2 separate regions of the Anser cygnoides genome follow, and region 1 is linked to region 2. The links are chromatin contacts, called in public Hi-C maps. All regions are on one chromosome and are shown on one strand. Each heading gives the region's core, a stretch centred on a gene start, on an enhancer-like site or on the middle of the called end of the contact. The rest is flanking DNA. Distances are from core to core; before and after follow the strand shown. Region 1 holds the start of APOB (apolipoprotein B). Region 2 has its middle 120 kb from the start of TRNAS-AGA.

Region 1 (5,955 bases), core at 1,735-4,234, 480 kb before region 2:
TACTTCCTACAATTCATATGGCCATTGATTAAGTATATATAGTGATTTGATTTTTTTTTCTTATTTCATAAGCATTAATAAATGCTGTACATTTTCCTAAACAAACCATAGAACTTCATTAAATTAATGGTTAATTAGCATACGTTGATGACTTTTTTACCTCATTTAAGGAATTTTTAGGAATTTTTAAGGAATACTAGGCTCTCCTAAGGCAAAAAACCTGAAATGTGCAAAAACAGTTCCTTTCTAAATATAATTTGTTATTTTTTAATAATTTTTAATATTAGTATTTAATCTTTTTGAAAGGAGAGGTGAACAGAGTTACTGGTCTCTGGTATTACATTGTGCTTCAGCAATGCCTGGAGTTTACCATGGTGAGCCCCAATGCTGAAACTCCCTCTTTCTATGTAACACAGCCAAAAAAAAAAATCCTTAAGAGAAAAGAACCAGTGAACACAGCACTCACTGCAGACAGCTTGGTCCAAAGACGGATGGAGAAATACAATTGAGGTAATTGGTTTTTAGATCAGGACCAAATCTGTATAGATTAGAGGTATACAACATAAACCAAAGTTTGGAGCTACTCCCAGTGTAGAACACTGGGGAGTAAAGTTCAATTTTCTGTCATCCTTTCAAATCCGCACTGATACCCTCTGCCTCTCTTTGTCAAATGGAATGCAAAAGATGCAAAGGCGTCAGAGCTGCAATACCATCACCAGACTTCAGAACGTTTCCATCTCCAAAGCCTTTGTTTCGTTTGCAAGAGTGAAATTCAGTGGAGAGAGTGTGACTTGGCTAAAAGTAATTGAGAAACATGCAAAATAAAATGAGATAATACCATTTGAAACAGTTTGATCCAGAAGATAAATTGTTCTGAGGTCAAAGCTCACTGGTTCACAGAAATGGTTAAATAAGAACTTTATGTTGTCTAGCTCTGTGTGTATATTGAATCTTCCAATCGTGATTCCTTGGTGACGGAACAGATAAAAGTAGTGTGTGACATTTTGTGGTACCAGCAATGAGAAACACCTGCTGTCCCTTGACTAGGTAATACAGCAATATAAACTTGTCCCGGAGGAATGGTGTACCCACGTTACCTACATGCTTATCATGCTTATGGGCTGAGTCATGACTTCTGTAATCTATTTACGTCCATGCAATGTCATGTTAATTCGATCAGCCTGCCTCTGCTTGGGCCCAGAGAAACACCTGAAGGCAGCGAGGAGACAAAGGCAAAATATAGAAGTAGCTAACAAATCTCTGAATCCTGAACACTGGCCAATCCAAAGCTCTGTTAATCTGCAGTGCTAAAGTGAACAAATAAACAGATTTTAAATAATAGTGAAAATTTCTTGATATTTGAATGCAGAAAGGGATCACATGCTAGGAACAAAAATACGATATTATTTTACAGTCTCTTTGGTAGAATCATGTTACAAAGTAAAATCACTTGTATTACAAACATACTGAGGCAGCTGTGGACACAAAAGTAAACAAAAAGCTATGTTGCTTTTTGGAAGTAAAAATAATAATCTGTTGGTTGTTGTATTGTATCTGATTGGTGTGAACCAAGGACAGAAATAGAAATGGAAAAGCCTGAGAAATGCTTTCTTTTCATGATGTTTCCAATACTGATGAGTTCAGCAAAGAAGATTTCTGCAAGAAATCTCTCAGAAATGGCATGTTCCAATTAATACGATCAGACAGAATCCTAATTATAAGATATCTCCTTTATTGAAAAGTATGCCCCATGCTTACTGTTTGGTTGAACTGATGCTAGGAGATACGTGGTTGTAGTGTATGCTGGAATGGTAAGGTAACTTAACCGTGAAGTCCAAGAGCGAAAAGATACAGAGAAATAAGAGACTTTAAAGATAACTGCTATGATGCATAGTAACATTTCAAGGGAAAAGGAATTACCAGTTAGCTAAGCCAAAATTTAATTTTTGATTCAACAAGCTAGGAGGAAATATTTTGATTTGGGAAAGTCAAAACATTTCATTTTGATCAGATATATGAAAATTAAATTTACTGAACAAAATGTTCTCAACTATTTCCATATTTAGTTTTTTTTTTTTTTTTTTTAATGAAATTAGAATCACAGAATGGTTTGGGTTGGAAGGTACCTTAAAGATCAACTAATTGCAACCCCCTCACCTATATTAGTTTCAATAGATATGAGTAGAGAGAGCATTCAAACTACTGGGATTTCTCATGGCATAAAACCAGTCTTCTTACCAATGTACATATTCATAAACAGCTTTTTATTTGTTTGTATTTGAATTTAGTTTATATTTGTAGGCTTTTCTTCTTCATTCAGATGTATTTGTTGTCTGATTTTCATAGTTCTGCTACAATTAGCAAATGAAATGGAATTTAAATTAAGGAGACAAAGAAATTGTACAGAGCTCACTTTCAACATGAATATGACCTGATTTGCCAGAATATTACAAGTAAATTTAATTTTTATTTTTTATTTTTAGAAAGGCATATGACAAATTCTAGCAGAACAAAGTAAAAATCCTTAACCTTTCATTCTTCTGCCTGTAAAAGGAAGATGTCTAAATTGCACAATACTCTCATCTTCTCAAATACTCATACCTTCAAGCCTTTCAACATCTATGGTGAAAGCATGCTGCAGTGATCATTTCTTCCAGCTATAATTTATGCATTGTAAGCTTTCCTATGTAAATGCGGGAAATATATTTGAATACATTGGGAGATGCTGTAGCTGCGGGCTTTTGTTTTCAAAACTCTGTTAAAGAAAAAAAAAAAAACAGTGGAAGAGTAACATATATCTAGTATATGCTCAGTCTTCTGCCTTTGGGGACTCCCAGCAACCAAAGCAGTGCAGTGTTTGGAGCGCAGTGAGGATCTAGATCTCTCACCTTTGGACCTTTGGCAATTTGCTCCGAGCTTTCTAAACCGTTTGCCTCAGCTGCTTGCTACAGACTATATAAGTGAAGGTCCAAGTCAGAAGGCTCACTCTCCCTCTGAGGCAGTAGGGAAGAGGTGAAGAGGGGAGGGAAAGAAAAGCAGAGGAAAAGAGAGAGCAGCAAGAGGGTTCGGGGCTCGCCATGGGCCCTGTGCAGCTCTTGCTGCTCTTGCTGCTGCTCAGCAGTGGTGTTCTCACACGTAAGTACCGCCTTTTATGGCAGCGCTTTTCGCTGCTTTATTTATGAACTCGTTAAAACAACGATAATGCAAAAATCAGCAAGACAGTGGTTTATAGAATTAGAGAGGGTAAGTGTGATTAAAGAGGCCATCTCTTCCGTTTGGAGGACTGGGCAACTATAGGAGGATCCCAACATAGGAAAAAACACAAATGTTTTCTGGTGCCTTTTGATCAGATTTAATGTATTTTACAACTTATAAGGAATTCAAGTAGTTTATTTGGGCCTGATTGTTTTTCTGTAATGCGGTCCTTGTTCACATCCATGGAACTACTGCAGCTTACAGTTCAGGCTTATCCCAGGTTTTGCTGAACCATGTTTGGGGTGCGTGAAAAAAAAAATGGAAGCAATAAAGCAAAATGTATTTGGCAGGTAGCACTTAGGTTTGAAACACAATTTTGTGTTAAGGAGACACAGCCATCAGTAGTAGTAATAAAAGCAGTAGACCAGCAGAGGTTTCTTTCTAAAATCAGAAAAGACACTCTGGATCAATATGGTGCAGTGTATTGTGAGCTCTCTCTTTGCTTCCCAAGAAGTGGCTTTTCAAAATATGACACTGTAGTGTTATGACTGCAGGAACCTCAAGGAGGGAAATGAGTCTGGGGCCAATTATGCAGTTCTGAACCACTGTCAGGATTTATACGCAGATCCAATTCAGCATAAATACACCTTTGCAGGACTACCATTCTGTTCCTGACTGATGTTACAAAATTTTGAACAATGCACTTTTTTCTAATGCTTAATATTAGTGTTATTACTGTTGCTACTATATTACAATAGAGTGGTCAGCCTTGGAATTCCCATTATGGAATCCTGGAAAGTCTGCAGGAAATATTCTGAAAAGTGTTGGCATTTATGTGTGATGTCCAAGGAATGACATAGCACCACATGAGTGCAGCAAACTTACTAGGATGTATTTTATTGTATATACAATAGTCAAATGGGATGTGTCTAAGACATAATGGAGCAAACAATTCTTAAATTAAATAGGTTTTCAATTCATGTTCTTTTTCTCCAAAGTGTGAACTCTGAATATTCACACTGGTTGCCAGAGAAAGCATATTGATTGTTTAAACAAAATAATCAACAAGTATATTTACCTTGACCGATATAATTCAATCCTATTTATTGCCCTACATTGTCTACCAAAAAAAAGATTCTTGGAAAAAAAAGGTTTAATAGCAGAGAATTGTAGTATTACTTATCAAAGTTGTCGTTTTTCAAATGTACAAAATGTGAAATAAAGCCATTCATTCATTATGCAGTATTTCTGTGTTCCAAACAGACAAAACATTTAAAGCAAGCAAACTATGTTACAAGGTGTATTTCATCTGTCTACCTCTGAATTTTATGCCTATTGTTTAAACTTCTTCATGTAATACAGAACCATTAAAAATACTTGCCAACCTAGAAGCTGATCCATCTCCTTGTAAAACAAAGTAATTTAATTCAGTGAAAACATCAAAAGTTGGTATTAATTAGACAGGTCTTACAGTGAAAATGTAGTATTTCCTTTTATATATACATAGTCCTTGCTTTATGACTATAAACCGCCTGTGCAACTTTTAATTCTTGTTTTTATTCTTTACAGAAGAAGAAACACCTGAAAATGGAAATCCCGGATGTTCAAGTAACTGATTTCTTGCATCTGCTTTTGTTGTCTCATGTTGCTATATTAACTAAATACAATATTCAAAGCTTTTTCCTATTCCACACATTTCTGCCTCAGAAATAAGTGTAACAAAAGTGATGGCAATATTCTGAAGTCTTAACTGTCATTTATTTCAAGTATTTAATTATCCATAAGGCTTAACCATAAGAATATCAAAAGTTTTAGTAAAATCAGAAGAGATGAGATAGTGTTTCTAAACTTTTTAAAAAGCTCCCTTTAAGAAGCTTTTTTTTTCATTGTTTTGTTAATTTCTTAATTCTCAGGTGTAAATTCCTTAATCTGGAAATCCCTGTTTATCAGATGTGAAGCTTTACTAGTGACGTTATGCACATTACACTTTACCATGAGCTGAATCTCACTTCTGATGTACTCTTCACAGTGGCTGCTAAACCCACAGAATTGCACTTGGATCTCTAACTAAATAACTGCAGAATAAATCATCAACTCTGTCAGCAAGGACAGCAATTCCTTAAAACAAGTCAAGACTCAGGAAATGCTGACTTTATGCCCTATCTCTATAATGAACTCTGACTGGCCCTGACTGCTTGGTTAGACACATAATGTTCCACCACAGGGTCAAAGTACCAAATAAGTTGTTTTGTCTGTTGTCCCTTTTGGTCTTCAGGCTTTTTTTTTCAGTTGTTGGATACTTTAGCACCACCGCCAGGCAACTGAGGCTATTTCAGCTGCCTGAAAGAAATTCAAATTCTTTTCTGGGCTTCACTGCCAATTTCTTGTGTATTTTTGATATAATAAATTCATTGGTATTTGCATTTCTAATCTTATCATTTCCGTATTCCTTTTCCATCTATTCCTGTGCAAAAGCAGAAAATGAAGCAATAATTAGCCTTTTGGCTTTAGCCTAGCAGATATTGGTATTGCAAACATTTCTGAGAATGTACAGCTAAGCAGTGATAAAGTCCAGGACAGTAAAAAGTAACGGGGATAGTGGTGATTTTTTTTACTGCAGTTAAATTTAAGGTTAATTAGATGACTTAAGTAATTTGTCAAATGTTTGTCAGTAATGCTGATGACTATATGGTAGCAAGTATTAATTATATTATAATCGAGCAATTATATTATAAGTCGAGCAATTTCCTAAAAGTAATC
Region 2 (5,830 bases), core at 2,091-4,590:
ACCGTCCCTTCCTCCAGCTTCAGCTGGGGGCTCTAAATAGAAAATGGCCTCAGAGAGATTGCGCATCGGGGAAACCCTTTTCTGACCCAGCGTACACTCTCTGCACAGTATCTGTTTCATTGTTAGGAGCACAGACTTCCTGAACTCCATCCCCCCTCCACGGCCTCTGGCCACCCGACGTCAGCAGTATTTCCTTGCATGCCTGGCATGCTTGAAATTGTTGGGGCTTAGCTGGGAAACAGAAGGGATTTGGGGAAACAAGGATAAGATACAGTTTTCTTAGAAAAGAGAGGAATTTGCTTCCGGACACCATTTTGTTACGCACTGGCTGTGTTTCCTCCGCACTTCACCATGGCTCATTTGGCCACTCAGGCTGCCGCAGTCCCTCAGGCAGATGTTTCCTGCCCAGATCCTGCTCTGTACGATCTAGCGAGGTAGGAGATGTCCCAGGAAAATTATGACAGCTTGGTTTCAAGCTGAGGTGTCTGTGAAATGTTTACAGGCAAGATACCTCTGTGCCTATCCTATTTTTAGGACAAGAACATAGCCATGAAGTCATTCCAGGCCAGATGGCCTCAGGATGGCAACAGAGTCCCCTGTCCATTTTATTCATGACAGCAGAGGTAATCTTAGGGAATCTCTGAGTTATTCAGTTATTCAGCCCCTGGTTTCAGGCATCAGTTCAGCTCCAGGATAGCACGCTGGACGAGTGGCACTTTGGATGGGCTCAGCCAAAAAAAGCCACAGGACCCACAGTTTGTGTCTCAAAGGCAGCCAGGCACCTCTCACTGAGATGGGCAGTGATGCCTAGGCTAACCTAGGGTTTTCTATCCTCATTTTTTCTCTTAAAGCCCCAAAAGCCAGATCAGTGTGAAAAAAAATCCCATAGGACCCTTGCCCCAACATCCATCACAGCTTGCAGACCAGGGGAGCCTCAGCAGCTCTGCCTGCTAAACGCCACCTCTCCTCTGAAGCAAGGGCCTGTAGGGACAGCTCCTGGGCCCTTCTCCACCAGGCTGTCTGGTTTTGTAGGTCAGGGACCCCAGACCTGTCCTGCTTGAAGATGTCCCACTCCACATGATGGAGTTTAACACACACCTGGCTGGAGGGAGGAGCGGGGGCTTGTGGATAGATGTCCACCAGCTCACCCGAGAACTTGGGAGGCGCTACGGACACCTGAGTTATGTCAGAGCAAAGAGTAATGCTTCTAGAGAAGAGATGGAGAAGGACTCTATTCAGAATGACCTACAGACCTGGGGTTAAGAAGAGTGCTTTGGAAATGAGGAATGCAGATTCATATTGCCACACAGTTGGCCACCGTGTCCCAGGGGCAGCGTGTCTGACCAGCAGCCTTGCAGCAGGACACAGCCAGGCAAGAGGTCTTATTTGCTCCTGTACTGTGAATATTTTCCATGAAAGCAAATTTCTAACACAATAGCATACAGATGGAAAACAGTCTCAGTACGAAGGTGGAGGAAACAGCTTGGTTTAGCTCTGACTCTGTGTCCTCTGTGACCCTAATCAATCTTATAGCAGCAACAATGAAAGCCCAGCTACGGCCCTGGCAGTGACAGCGATGGGGGAAGACCAAGGGACAAATACATCTGCAAGAAGCAGGCACTGATCCAGGCCAGAGGATGCTCAGCAATAAGAATTCCACAAGGCAGTTTTTTTCAGGTGCTAAGTGCTAACTGAGCAGGGTGATGGCTGGAGAGACACTGACGTAGGTCTAGCAAAGGCTCTGGCCCCAGGGAGAAGCTTCTTGGAGTCTGCTGGCCCTCAGCCCTGGAGAACTGTATATCAAGATGACTGTGCATAGAAAGAGCTGCTTACAGGATGACTGCTGTTCCCCTTTTCCAGCCAGGTTTGTCAAGTCTAGAATCTCTTAGATTAATTCAGCACAATCCCATCATAGGTGCAGCAATGCTGTTGCTACCACACAGGTGGGACATTTTTCTGTGTCCTGGCTCTTTGCTCTGATCCATGCCCTGCTTTTTCTCCCACTGCCTCTTTCCATCCTGTACCTCCCTTTTCCACTTTCCTCCTCCACCACTGTTTGAAGTATTGTGGAATAGGCTGATCCACGTGGTTTGTGTTTCCTGAGTGTCATCCCCCTTTTGTCAGCCCATCGCAGACATTTTGGCTCTGAGTCACCAGTGAGGACCCATCCAAACAGTCACTGGCATCTCAGCGGGGACTCACGCTCAGGTAGTGCCAAGGAGGTACGAGTATTAGCTTGGATAACCAGAAGTAGGAAATAAACCATTGGGCAAGAGATGACCAAGACAATATTTTCCACGCAAGCGATGTTTCCACCGTCAGTTTCTCTGATAAACGCTGGGAACTGCTTTCAGACAGATTGCAGGGCGCAGGTCAACAGAAATGATCTGTTTGTAGTTACTGCCGTCAAAACAGTACACGTACGTAGATCTCAAACAGCCTCGTAATCTGTGGTTATCTTTTCTCATTAACCACCAGATAACTTGTTTGTTTTCCGGATGAGAACTCAAATGGCTTCTCAAATCGTGCCACTGTGCAGGGGACAGGTGCCAGCTCCTGGGTGCTCTGTTTGTGACTAAAACAACGTCCCTCATGCCCCTGCATGAAGCCAGCTATGCCACCAGGAGTGGGGTGGTGAGATCAGCCTGCTAACATTACACATGGAAAGCATGGACTGCGCTCTCCTTCCATCTCAGACTGTCTGCACACAGCAAACACGCTGTGGGACAGCCACAAGTTGTGGCAGTGCTATGACCTGCCCAGGAGCTCTACGCCATGACAAATAACTAAATTTGTGCTTTTAGCTGGGAGATGTTCATCCCCCTTTCATCACCCTGCCGTGGCAGCATGGTGAGTCCTGAGTGGGGAGACGGTTTGTGCTCACTCTCTTGGCTTGGTGGCACAGGAGGGACATTTCACCCTATTTCTCCTCCTCAGGTGTCACTGGGGATGGAGCTTGGTCCAGCTCTGCTGGCTCCTGCGTGCCTGGCAAGCCAAAGTCAAGGCTGTTACTTGTGGTAGATTTATTGCGTCCCTTCTACTAAATTTCAAATAAAATTGTATCCACATGCAAAATATGTTCCTGTTTTGGAAAAGGCCTGTTACGGGGCAAGTTGGCATACCTCAAATTTGATTTCTTCTGATGAGATAAGGGTGTTCTTGGAGGAGATGATTGTACAATGAGGATGCCATGGGAGGTCTGAGAAGATCAGTCTGTAACTGCTCCGTCTGCCACAGACTGCCTGTATAGCCACAGGCATATCTCTTAATGTCCTGCTGGGTGATTTCCCGGCCCATAAATAGCTGTAACAGTAACATTACCATCTCCTACATTCTACTTACCTTGTCTATGCAGACTGTAGGCTGTGTAATGCTGTGTATTTCCTCATGACAAACACAAAAGGAGTGATGCATTATGCTCCTAGCAAGGAGGAAAATATTTAAGGAAATATGAATTATCTTGTGATTTGATAACTCAAGATATGTAGGTTCAGGAAGGGGAGCAGCAACCCAACCTGCACCAGCTCTCCTCTCCCTGAGATGAATTTAACAACCTCCACCCCTCCAGGTGCCAGTGCTGATTGCTTGATTTGTGCAGTTAATTTCCCATTCATCATGTCTATTCTGTCTTGACTGTAACTTCAATTTGGAAACAAAATTTTGTACAGGTATGAAAAAAAATATAAAGAGGACAAATTCTCTGCTGGTATAAATTGACTCTGCTGAACTGAAGTAGAATATACCTCCATATACCAGCCGACATGATGGCCTCTAGCATCAGTATTTATTAATTTCTGTACCAGGAATGCTAACAGCAAGTTTCAATGTGGTGAAAAGCAAATATTGATCTGTTTGCTCAAAAGTCAGATTAGGCTGTGTCCATAGGCAAATATTCCTGCTAGCAAGTGGAGGAGAGGTTGATTCCCTTTCCCCCTTCCCAAAGGGAGCCAAACCAAACTGAAGCAAAAAATCAATTTGATATCTGGTGAGGTTTTAATTAAGGAGGTACCAAACCTGAGGGAAACAGAAGCCCTGGGGAGCTGTCAAGTCAGTCTCTTGGCCGAGGCAGCCAGTTCTGCAGCAGGGTTCATAAGGACAACCACCCATTACTGTCTCTACTCCTTCTGAGGAAGGAGAAAATGCTCCCGGGAGAGAAAAAAATAAAATTAAACCTCTTCATGAGCAGAGGCAAAGGTGCTTAAAAAAGCCCTGCTGAGCACACGCACTTCATGTTTTAGTCTCCTGTTTGCCCTTCAGCTCTGCTGCTCTGGGAGGCGATCACGCCTAGCACTGCCACGTCCTCCTCTTCCTCCTGGGATGTCCTTCATGGGGATAAAGGAGGTGGGAGAGCTGTGACTAGTGGCACAGGCAGGCCCTGAACATATCTCCATCATCAGTCCCTTGTGTCCACACAGAGCAAGCTCAGGAGCAGGAGCCAACCCGCCTGCCAAGCTCCCAGCGTGCTCCAAAGGTTACCGGAGGGAAAGGTTGCTCAGGAATTGGCCAAATATGAAATTTGGCCAGGGTATAGATACCTACTTATTGTGCTTTGTACTAATTTTGTGTTGCTGCTAATCTCCGACCCAGCATAAGGTGTCTACAGATATGATGCCACGGACCTCCTTTCCCAACACCTCAGAACTGAGGATATTTCAGCCCCCTGGCTTCCTGAGGAGGAAACTCCCAGCTCTCTGGGGCTAGAAGAAACATCTCCATTGTGCCCCTTGGTCACAGAGAAGACTCCCTCTCAGTCCGTCTCAGTCCCTTATCACAGCAGCTGGTGGTGGATGGGCAGGCAGGACATACCCACTCTATGAACCCAGCCCATCAGGGGCAGTTGCATCCCATCTGACAGGGATGAAAGGCTGAATTAGCACCTGAACATGCACTTCTCAGGAGTGCTGCTGATTTAGATAGGCTGCTAAATATCTCAGCAGTCTTCTGTTAGCAACAGCAGGTAGCAAACCACACTTGTGCATGTGTTACCTGCAACTAAAATGATCCTCTTGCTTGTTTTCTGCTTATTCTCCTTTCCAGTGTGGAGAAGAACTGCCAAAATTGAAGGCAAATCCATAGGCTCAGTTTAGTTATACCCAGGGACTAAATCCAGCTCAGCTCCCTTCCCTGCTCCTCCTGCTTTGGGGAGAAGGCTAAGCAGCCCCGATGGTCTGACTGGCCTCTTCCTGCATTCCCAAGACTGAAAACCAGTCAAAACCCAAATGCTGCTTTTGCAGTTCTCAAGGAAAGCAACTGAAGGATGTTTCGTCTTCTTCTCCTCTCTGAGCAATGCCTGTGGTGCTTTGGTTTAGCCTATAAATGTGCTAGTGTGGATTGGATTTGGCTTCATACAGCACCTGGCACACTGGGGACCCAGTCCGAGACAGAAACAATTAGGGCATAACCCAAATAAGCAGCATCTTTAATCATGTACTTCCCCTGGCTGCTCCATCTCAGCCTGTAGAGAGCTGCACTTAAGCTAGGACTAGGCTGAGATGAGCAAAGAGCTATTTCTTTCACCGTCACATGAGAAAAGATGCTAATTTCTCCTGTGGAGGCATCTATCTCGGTACGTACCAACCCATTCCCCATCTCCCAGACCACATATTACTTTACAAGTTCACATTAAAAAAAAGGTTAATGGGGGAAGCAGGCACCGACAGTTATTTCCACTCTCCCAGACTGGTTCACTTCATTGCCATAACTCGGCTCGTGCAAGGCTCCATAGAACAGTAATATCTAGACAAACTAGCTGTTCTCAAAATCTTCCTTTTTTTTTTTTTCTTTCCTTTCAGCAAATCTTTTTCTTTCTTGACCCTTCTCTGGATGAACT

Evidence for each region. A called contact is a pair of places that touch in the nucleus more often than the background predicts.
Region 1: a contact with region 2 is called in a Hi-C map of liver, with 4 times the contacts expected there. The contact joins the promoter of APOB here to the enhancer-like site in region 2.

Annotation. Positions count from the first base shown.
Region 1 is chr3:113,447,434-113,453,388 of Taihu_goose_T2T_genome, reverse strand. APOB (apolipoprotein B) reads left to right here and starts at 2,984. Exons shown (of 29, transcript XM_013194833.3): 1 at 2,984-3,135; 2 at 4,765-4,803. The coding sequence starts at 3,078.
Region 2 is chr3:112,969,506-112,975,335 of Taihu_goose_T2T_genome, reverse strand. No RefSeq gene overlaps it. Among named protein-coding and RNA genes, the nearest start is that of TRNAS-AGA, 120 kb to the left of the region's middle. Within about 2 kb of position 3,340, at least 2 of the 3 cell types and tissues checked have open chromatin away from gene starts, as enhancers often do. A contact at or near this core is called in liver, where this site is marked.